Regions from separate parts of the Hordeum vulgare genome. Here region 1 is linked to region 2. Evidence: chromatin contacts called from public Hi-C data. All regions are on one chromosome and are shown on one strand. Each heading gives the region's core, a stretch centred on a gene start, on an enhancer-like site or on the middle of the called end of the contact. The rest is flanking DNA. Distances are from core to core; before and after follow the strand shown.

The links. Hi-C and Micro-C count contacts between places; a contact is called where the count stands out from the background.
Region 1: a contact with region 2 is called in a Hi-C map of seedling, with 2.2 times the contacts expected there. The contact joins the promoter of LOC123428330 here to the promoter of LOC123428328 in region 2. A contact is called at or near these places in 1 of 6 Hi-C or Micro-C datasets (seedling) and 1 of 1 datasets of contacts at active chromatin or transcription factors (embryo).

What each region holds. Positions count from the first base shown.
Region 1 is chr2H:645,362,845-645,367,100 of MorexV3_pseudomolecules_assembly, reverse strand. LOC123428330 (putative serine/threonine-protein kinase) reads right to left here and starts at 2,230. Exons shown (of 7, transcript XM_045112527.1): 1 at 1,885-2,230; 2 at 1,301-1,474; 3 at 882-997; 4 at 584-794; 5 at 267-504; 6 at 1-93. The coding sequence starts at 1,397.
Region 2 is chr2H:645,211,305-645,215,546 of MorexV3_pseudomolecules_assembly, reverse strand. It overlaps LOC123428328 (protein RALF-like 33), which reads right to left and starts at 2,861. Exons shown (of 1, transcript XM_045112524.1): 1 at 2,130-2,861. The coding sequence starts at 2,774. The coding sequence ends at 2,421.

The sequences.
Region 1 (4,256 bases), core at 981-3,480, 150 kb before region 2:
CTTATGACCTCGATGACAAGAACCCCGAAGCTGTATATATCTGCTTTCTTAGTCAATTGACCATGCCATGCATATTCAGGTGCAAGATAACCTCTGCATGAAACCCAGTAAGCAGGGTTAATTCTAGGTTACATGAGAATAAACAGGGACTAAAGAGCAAATACATAGTGGGATAGACGAAAACAGAACTAATAAGGAGAAAGCAAATGGTAACAATTTTTTTTAACCCTCCAATTAAATGAATTGCAAATCGCACAGGTACTCACGTTGTTCCAGCTACTCGGGTACTGATGTGGGTGATATTATCCGGAAATAGTTTGGCCAGACCAAAGTCCCCGATCTTAGGTACATAATTTTTGTCCATGAGTATATTGCTAGCCTTGATGTCTCTGTGCACGATCGGTGACGGGATCTCTTCATGCAGGTATGCAAGACCTCTAGCAACACCAATGCATATGGAAGACCTTACGCTCCATGTAAAATTAGCAGGATCGCTGGTAGAACCTGCGGAAGCACAAGGTAAACTGTCAAGTCACAAAGAAAATGATCATATTAATATAGTCACATAATAATAGGTTCATACCCAGCAGTGCACGGTCGAGGCTGCTGTTTTCTAGGTACTCATACACCAAAATGCGATTATCTGCTTCAACACAACAGCCGATCAATTCGACCAGGTTAGGGTGCTTCACATTGCTGATAACATCAATTTCTGTCAAGAATTCTCTGATGCCCTGTCTGGATTCGGCAGAGAGAACCTTGACTGCAACGTCTTGCTTGTTTTGTAGGGTTCCCTGGAACATGGATATACTGATCAGCCAGATTCGAGCAAACAAGTTTGAGAGAGCAGTTCCCACATAATAGGGAGATGAAAATGTCACCTTATATACTATCCCGAATCCACCTCGGCCGACTTTATTGTTGTGGTTGAAGTTGTCTGTTGCTGATCTCAACTGCGCATGGGAGAAGAGCCTTATGTTCTTCTCCGCCGAAATGCCTGAAAACAGCAACACTCGGTAAGGACGTGTCGTTAATTATTTGTCCAAACTTTTGTTGAAGGATGATAAGTAAAGCGTAAACATGAACATTAAGCTTCGGCATATCTGTAATTGTGTATGGCTGCATGCATAGGGTATATTTTCCTTATAAAAAAAATATCTGTAGTTGTGTGGGAACAAAAAGCAACTGATGGAAGAATACTGCATGAAGGGCTGAAGGCATCACAAATTCATAACAATAAATCCGTAAACTCTGCCGGTCGACAGTGCAGTAAATTTCGCAACGCAAAGAGAAGTCTTACCGCTTATGCTGGTATTGGAGTGAAGAATCTCCTGTTGTCTGTGGGAGTAGAGATTGTGCTGCTGCTTCTTGGCTCTTGGGAGGCAACACCAGCTCATTATCCTCGGTTGCTATGGTGTCAGCAGTCCTCGTCAAGCTTGCAGGAACATTCAGCAAGGCGGCGCCGCGCTCTAGTCTGCCTGAACATAAGACAAGAGCTCAAGCCTGACGATTTCATAGAAACTGTAACTGCATGAGAGGCCAAGCTGGACTGAAATTTTATAAAGGATGAAAGTTAAGGAGAGGTCCAAGCTGGACTGAATTTTGTAAAAGCTGAAAGTTCAGGAGAGGGCCAAGTTGCAGGGAAGTTGATGACAGCACGCGTGTGGCTCTGTATGAAAGCCCGGCTTGGCTATTTTCTTCATCTTTTGGAGCAGATGAGGGTCAGGGGTCACCATACACCATGAAATTAACCTCAAACCTACTATCGTGGAAGCTTCTCGCGGATAAAAGAGAGAGAAGTGCAAGAAACTTGGGTCCAGGCTGCAGTTGAGCTTGGATCTTCTCCAGGCCGCTGCTGACAAGTGACAAGGGTCGGCGGGGTACCTGGCAGGCAGGCAGGAGAGCAGCCGGCTGGGCGGGGGCGGCGCTTGCTTGCTTGCTTGCTTCCTTGGTGTGTGCGTGTTCTTCCCGGGTGAGTCAGATCGGTGACGAGCGAGCGGCGGCGGCGGCGGCACGGCAGAGGCAGATGAAATGGATAGATGTTGGAGGGGAAGCTTAGGGGGAAGAAGGGGTGGTGGTGGTTGGGGGCTTCAGCTTGAGTTATGGAGTAGATCTCTCTCTCTCTCTCTGTAGCCCTCAGGTTGGAAACAATTATGCTGCGACTAGTACGACTGCAGGAGGGAGAAAAGAAGAGAAGAGAAGACAGGGGGCCGGAGACTAATCAAACCATCCAGATGATGATGATACAAAACTATTGGACAGACGCTGAAATAAATGGCTCAAATAAAAGAGAGAGACGGAGGAAGAAGGTGCCTCGCTGTCTTCTGATTAGTTATGTGTCTCATCCTTTTTCTTTTTTCTTTTTCTGCGACAAGTTATGTGTCTCATCTGATACTACTAGTAGCAGTAGCAACCGTGCAACCTCCGGCCGGTGCTCTGTTTCGTCAACACGCTCAGCGTGCAGTGCTTCTCAAAATCTGCTGGCTGGTCCAGAGTTATCGTGTGAAAGCCTGATCAAGCTAGCTGCGTCGCGTGGTGTGATGACCACCACGTTACGTAATTCTGCTGTATGCTGGTGCACCGCACGCACCAGGTCAGGTGGTCAGTTGCCAGGCCACAGGGGACACGGCCGCCGCCACCACCTCACCAAACCAACCGACGCCGCGTCGTCGCCATCGCCGGACCGCGTCCTCCCCCCCTGCTACGGCGGCCCCTTCTGCGCCGACCAGTTCGTGTGTGCGGGCGATAACTGTTGCTACGTTGGTCGTCCGGTTTTGCATCCGGCTCGACTCAATGCCCGCGCGTCTTGCAACCTTTTTTCCCCACGTTAATACGTGTTTTATTTACTCCCTTCGTTCCTAAATATAAAACTTTTTAAAGATTGCACTATATACTACATACGGATGTACATAGACATATTTTAGAGTATAGATTCACTCATTTTGCTCCGTATGTAGTCTTCTAGTGAAATCTCTAAAAGGTCTTATATTTTGGAACGAATGGAGTATATCATAAGAATCATAGTCACTACCACAACAACCATCAAAGTAAAAAATGAGGGATCAACATCATACTCGAGCTTGAAGCGGTTCCATCATTGATATACAGCTTTGCGGACCTTCAAGGTGGCTCGCCAAAGGCAAAACAATCACCGTTGAACGAATCAGACTGGAGCAACACCCCGAACACGCCATCGAACTCCAGATCTGACACCCCCACCCAACTAAGACGTTAGAGGAGAAAACTGTACCTGCCATCCACGAACCATGGACCCAGATCCACCACCTTCTAGATGCCGCTGATGCATACCATAATCTGCATCCGCTACTGGACTACCTCCCAAGCTCTACACCAGCGCCGGAACAAACGTTGTCGCAACGACGAAGCCCGAGGACACAGGTCCACCACCAGGATGTCATTGCCGTCATGCCATCCTTACTTGAACGGACTGATTTCCAAATCCATCCCGAACCATAAGACCGATCGCCTTGTCAGAGTAGGATCTAAAAAAATTTATTCAGCATCACTATCATCGTCGACGAAGCCGAGACAATGAACAACCTAAAAACCTAAACTACGAGAGTAAAAACCAAGCCACACGCGTTGATCGGGTGTCCCTCCTCACCACCTACGACCGAGGTAGCCAGCGGAGGGGAGCCGCCGAAGTGGGGCGGTGGTGGTGGACTCCTGGCGGCTGGAGATCGCCTTTCTTTCTTCCACAAAAAGAAAAAAAAAAGCGACCAACTCCTCTTGCGCATCATTTTGTTTGGTTGCCAAAAGATAGGGCTAGTGACAAGTATCTTTTTCTAACACAATACATACACAAGCGTTCATATAAACATGCATACTCTCATCCTTATGAATGTACAAATACACATCCTATAACTGTAAGCATCTCCGAGAGACTGGAGTAGGCGCCTCGTAGTCAACGAGAACGAACCATTGAACGCGCATCGTCAAAAATTCTGAAATAAATCAATCATATATGCGAGCATAGAAACTTAAACCCTCATGGATTGAGGACGCGCATTGTCCTTCTAACCATCCAACTACAAATTAATTTGGGCTTGTGATAAGTATTTGTTTTGACGGGGTTGTGACAAGTTTTATGAGAAACATAAGGTGTGGTAAGTTGGTTTCCAATAGAATTGATAGTCAATTTCTTTGGGCTAGCCCACATACTAGCGGGTCAATTTTGTTGGCACACACCAAACAGATACTAAAAATCAAAATATCTGGTAAGAACTAATTTATGC
Region 2 (4,242 bases), core at 1,612-4,111:
TGTTACCTTGTTGTGAACTCGATGAGCTCCCTCCAGAGACCGTCGTGAGGTGGTGACGACGGTGGGGAAGGAGAGAGAGATCCGGTAACGGCGGCGGTGGACTTCCCGTCGCTTCAGTGCATCCCTCTAGATCGGATTAGGGTTAGAGAGTGGGGAACCAGTGGCGGCGGCGAACCTCGTAACCCGTGCCATGGTCCCCACCTCCTCTACATATAGCACTGCGCGACAGGGGCCCACTAGCCTTGCTTGGGTTGGACGCCTCCGATCAGGGCGTGAGTCAAGGTCCAATGGGAGATCAACCTAACAGTAAGTACATCCAATGTTTGTATGGGTCCGAGGGAGGAGGGATATCAAGAGGAGGACAAACAAAGAAATTTCATACTCAAGTACTACTTCCTCATATCTAGATACATCCATTTGAGCGTCAATTAAAATGGGACGGATGGAGTATCTTTTTAAGCGCAAGTTGGAAAAGGATAGACGTTTTTATATGGTTCTAACGCTTCTTAGTGCAATCTGCTCAACTCAGCTTATGGGACTTGTTGGCGCCAGGAAGCTTCTTAGTGCAATCTGCTCAACTCAGCTTATGGGACTTGTTGGCGCCAGGAATCTTCACGAAATTTTGGAACGGGCGCTCTTGTATCACTATAACAAGACCCCGACACTGATCAGGTCATCAGGAGCTGGCAATGTGTAAACTTGCACTGCTACACTGTAAAAGCATGTCACAAGCTTAGCTCTCTAATTTTTAGGGTTTTCTATTGCGGGATATTATTTAGGGCATTTCTGATCCGTAGAATTCGTAGCAACAGTACAGGAATGAAGTGCCGTGTCATTTTCAATACTACAGGATTAGCATGTGAGCTTGATTGTGCGTGTGTAACACGTAAAAATTTGGTGTCACGGTCACCGCATGAGGTTGGAGTGGGTGAAAAATTTCCAACGAAAACTGGTAGAAACGAATTAAAATGAAAAATTCCAATGGATCGCAATCCTACGAATCAAACAGTTAATGTAGGAAAGAAATCCTAAGGATGGGAATCCTCGGAAACTTGCTTTAGAAATCCTTGGAAGCAAAGAGGCCCTTTTGTGGAGTACGGCGTTTTGGAGCTAGGCCTCCGTGGAGGCCGATTTTTTTGTGGAAAAAATCAAAATTAAAAAAAAATAGTTACAAAAAACTAAAAAAATATACAACTAAATAAGGATGTGATCTGTGTGTGAGTAAAATTTCAGGTCGAAATACTTTGAAACGCGACTTGTACAAAAAGACAAATTCATGGTCTGAAATGATGAATAGTAACATGTGTTAAAAAGTTCTAGATTTGTCTTTTTTGCACAGCCCTTATTTCAACGTATTTTGTTTTGAAAATTTACACACTTGCGTATTATACCTTCATCTATCTATGTATTTTTTCAGAATTTTTTTAAATATGAAAATACGAATTTTTATGAAATCTGAAGTTTGAATTTAAAGGCCTTCATGGAGCTTGGGAGCCAAAAGCAATTTCCACCCTTTTGTGCGGGAAAATAATTTGTGGGGCAAAGGATAAAGCAGTCACGTGGGAAATGCATTTGCCACTCCCCTAGCAGTTATGAATGTTCAGAATTTCGGTACTCTGGGGCAAAAGGATAAAGCAGCCACGGGTGTGCACTGACAAAGTCCATCGGCAGCAGTGTCAAGCAGAAACAAAGTCCATCGGCAGCAGTGTCAAGCAGAAACAAAGTCCATCGGCTGCCGACAACTGATGAAATCCAGCAGCACAATCTCTACGAGACACAACCAGCAGATGTTAATCCTATAACCCAGCTGAGGCCTGAGGGTAGTCGCCAGCAGATGTGAATTTGGCCTGGTGATTGTCATCATCGCCAAATTCACGAAGGGCCCAAGCAGCAGTCAGTCAACAACACGAAATCCAGTTTACCTAGGCATTCATTCACGATTCAGCAACGAACTGGGAAACTGCTAGCAGCAGAGACTCTCGGTCTCAGCTCACCGGTGGCAGTTTGTTTCTGGTGTCATCCGTTGCTTGAGCATCGCTGCAAGTTTCTAGCGCGGGAGCGGGACGGATACATTATTCGTCCATCAGTCGTTATTACTGAACTTCACCTACTGACCCAGCAAAAACACATACAGGAATGATTTGACCATACAATTGGTTGTTACCAGGGAAGTTTCTATAATACAACATAACACTCCATATGATCCAGGTTCTTAACTCCGTGTAATAATATCCTTGGAGCTGGAATCGATTCTTAGCTACATACATACACGGACACATTATATTATTGATGCAATATGATCCAGCAAAATACTCCACCTACTACTCTGACCCAGCAAGCAAAACACACACACACACAAAACGAGCAGCATCCGCCGTTCTCTGGATCCAGCAACCTTGGCAATCAATTACAGTGGTTACCTAGGAAGGGTCGTCGTCGCGGCAGCGGGTGATGGAGTCGCAGCCGCGGGTGTAGGGGTTAGCGGTGGTGCTGACCCGGCAGTTGTAGTATGGCACCCCCGGCCTAGAGCACGGCACCGCATCCCCCCGCAGCGCGTCGTAGCTGATGTACCTCCTGCCGCCACCGGTCTCCCACAGCAGCCGGCCGTGCGCCGCCTCCGAGCCCATCTGCGCTGCCTCCACCCCCACGTCCATGTCCATGTCCAGACCGCCGATGGTGATGGCGCCATGGCCTCCTCTCCCCCGCACCACCAGCAGCAGCAGCAGCACGAGGAGGAGCAGCGGCAGCACGGGGGTGGCCGCCCATGGAGGCATTGCCGGAGCCGAGATCTCGAAGAGTGGAACAGTTGCTGTGGCTGGATCTTTTCTCCCCGGTGAAAGAGTGGTGGAGTGGAGTGGAGTGGTGGAGGCGGCCTTAAATGCAGTGCCACTGCCGACAGTCGTCCGTTGTGTCCCGTGGCCGTGGGGAACGGGCCCGTGGGGTTTACCATTTTCCGTCCTTGTCTTTTTACCGCTGGTTTTTCTTGGGAGCTGAGAGGGTGTTTGTTTCCACACACTTATTGGTTTAGGGACTTAAAAAAGTCCCTAAGGGCATCTCCAATGGTTGTAAGATAGTTGTTGGTAATTTTGACACATAGGATTTTTGATGATGTGTCATTGCAATAAAGGAGGAAAGAGAACAAGGTTGTATGTAAATTAACCAACACCCTTGCACAAGCTCCAATGTAGAATGAGAGAGCACCTTATTTATTACCTCACATCTTATTGGGCAAACTAGATACAACCCATTGAAGTAGTTGTATGTTAAGGTGTTGGCTGATGACATGGCATATTTTACCAACAAGCTAACCAACAAACTGTTGGAGATGCCCTAAGTCCCACCTAAACCAAACACAGGGGACTTATTGGGACTTATTGTGATGATTTGGACTTATCAAATAAGACTCTCAGGGAGTAGCTTATTGGGACTTATGCTCGTTGACCCGCGTCGTTTCCCGCATCGATCAGTGCCCCCGCCCCACCGCCCTACCCCGCGTCGCTCCCAGCCCCAATCGCCGCCGCCCAACCGCCTCGCATCGCTAGCCGCCCCGTCGCCGCCCGCCCCGCCGCCGCCCCACCGCCCCGCATCGCTGGAGTAGCCGCCCCGTCGCCGCCCCGCCCCATCGTCGCCCCGTCCCCCCCCCCCCCCCCCGTCCCGTCCCGTCGGCCTCGGCTCGTCCCCCCGCCACCCCGTCCCGTCGCCCGTTTCTGCCTCGGTTAGTCCCGTCTCGTCGCCCGTCGCCCCGTCCGCCCGCTGTCCCGTCTCGTCGGCATGTGCGATGCAATTTCACTGATGATTCGCTAATGATTCACCCAGTCTGTGCGATGCAATTAAGCCGGTCATGTGCGATGCAATTAAGCCAGTTTCCTGGTGATTCTTGCTAATATAATTAAAAGATGATTCATCTAGTTTCGTTTGTATGAACAAGTGTTATGAACAATTGTTATTTCGGTTGTCACTATTCTGCAATTCATTTGTATGAACAAGGGTTATGTGAACAAGTGTATTATTAGGTGCAACATGAACTTATAAGTCCATGTAAACAAACAGGTAGAGACTCGGGACTTATAAGTCCCTGTAAACAAACAGGTAAGGACTTATGATTTATAAGTTGGGACTTAAAAAAAGTCCTAAGACTTATGAAACAAACAGGGCTTAAATCATTAGATAGTAGGTCCATCTGGCAACAAAGCCTTTTTTGCCACCAAATCCGGCGTAGTACCTTTTTTTTCAAACAGAATC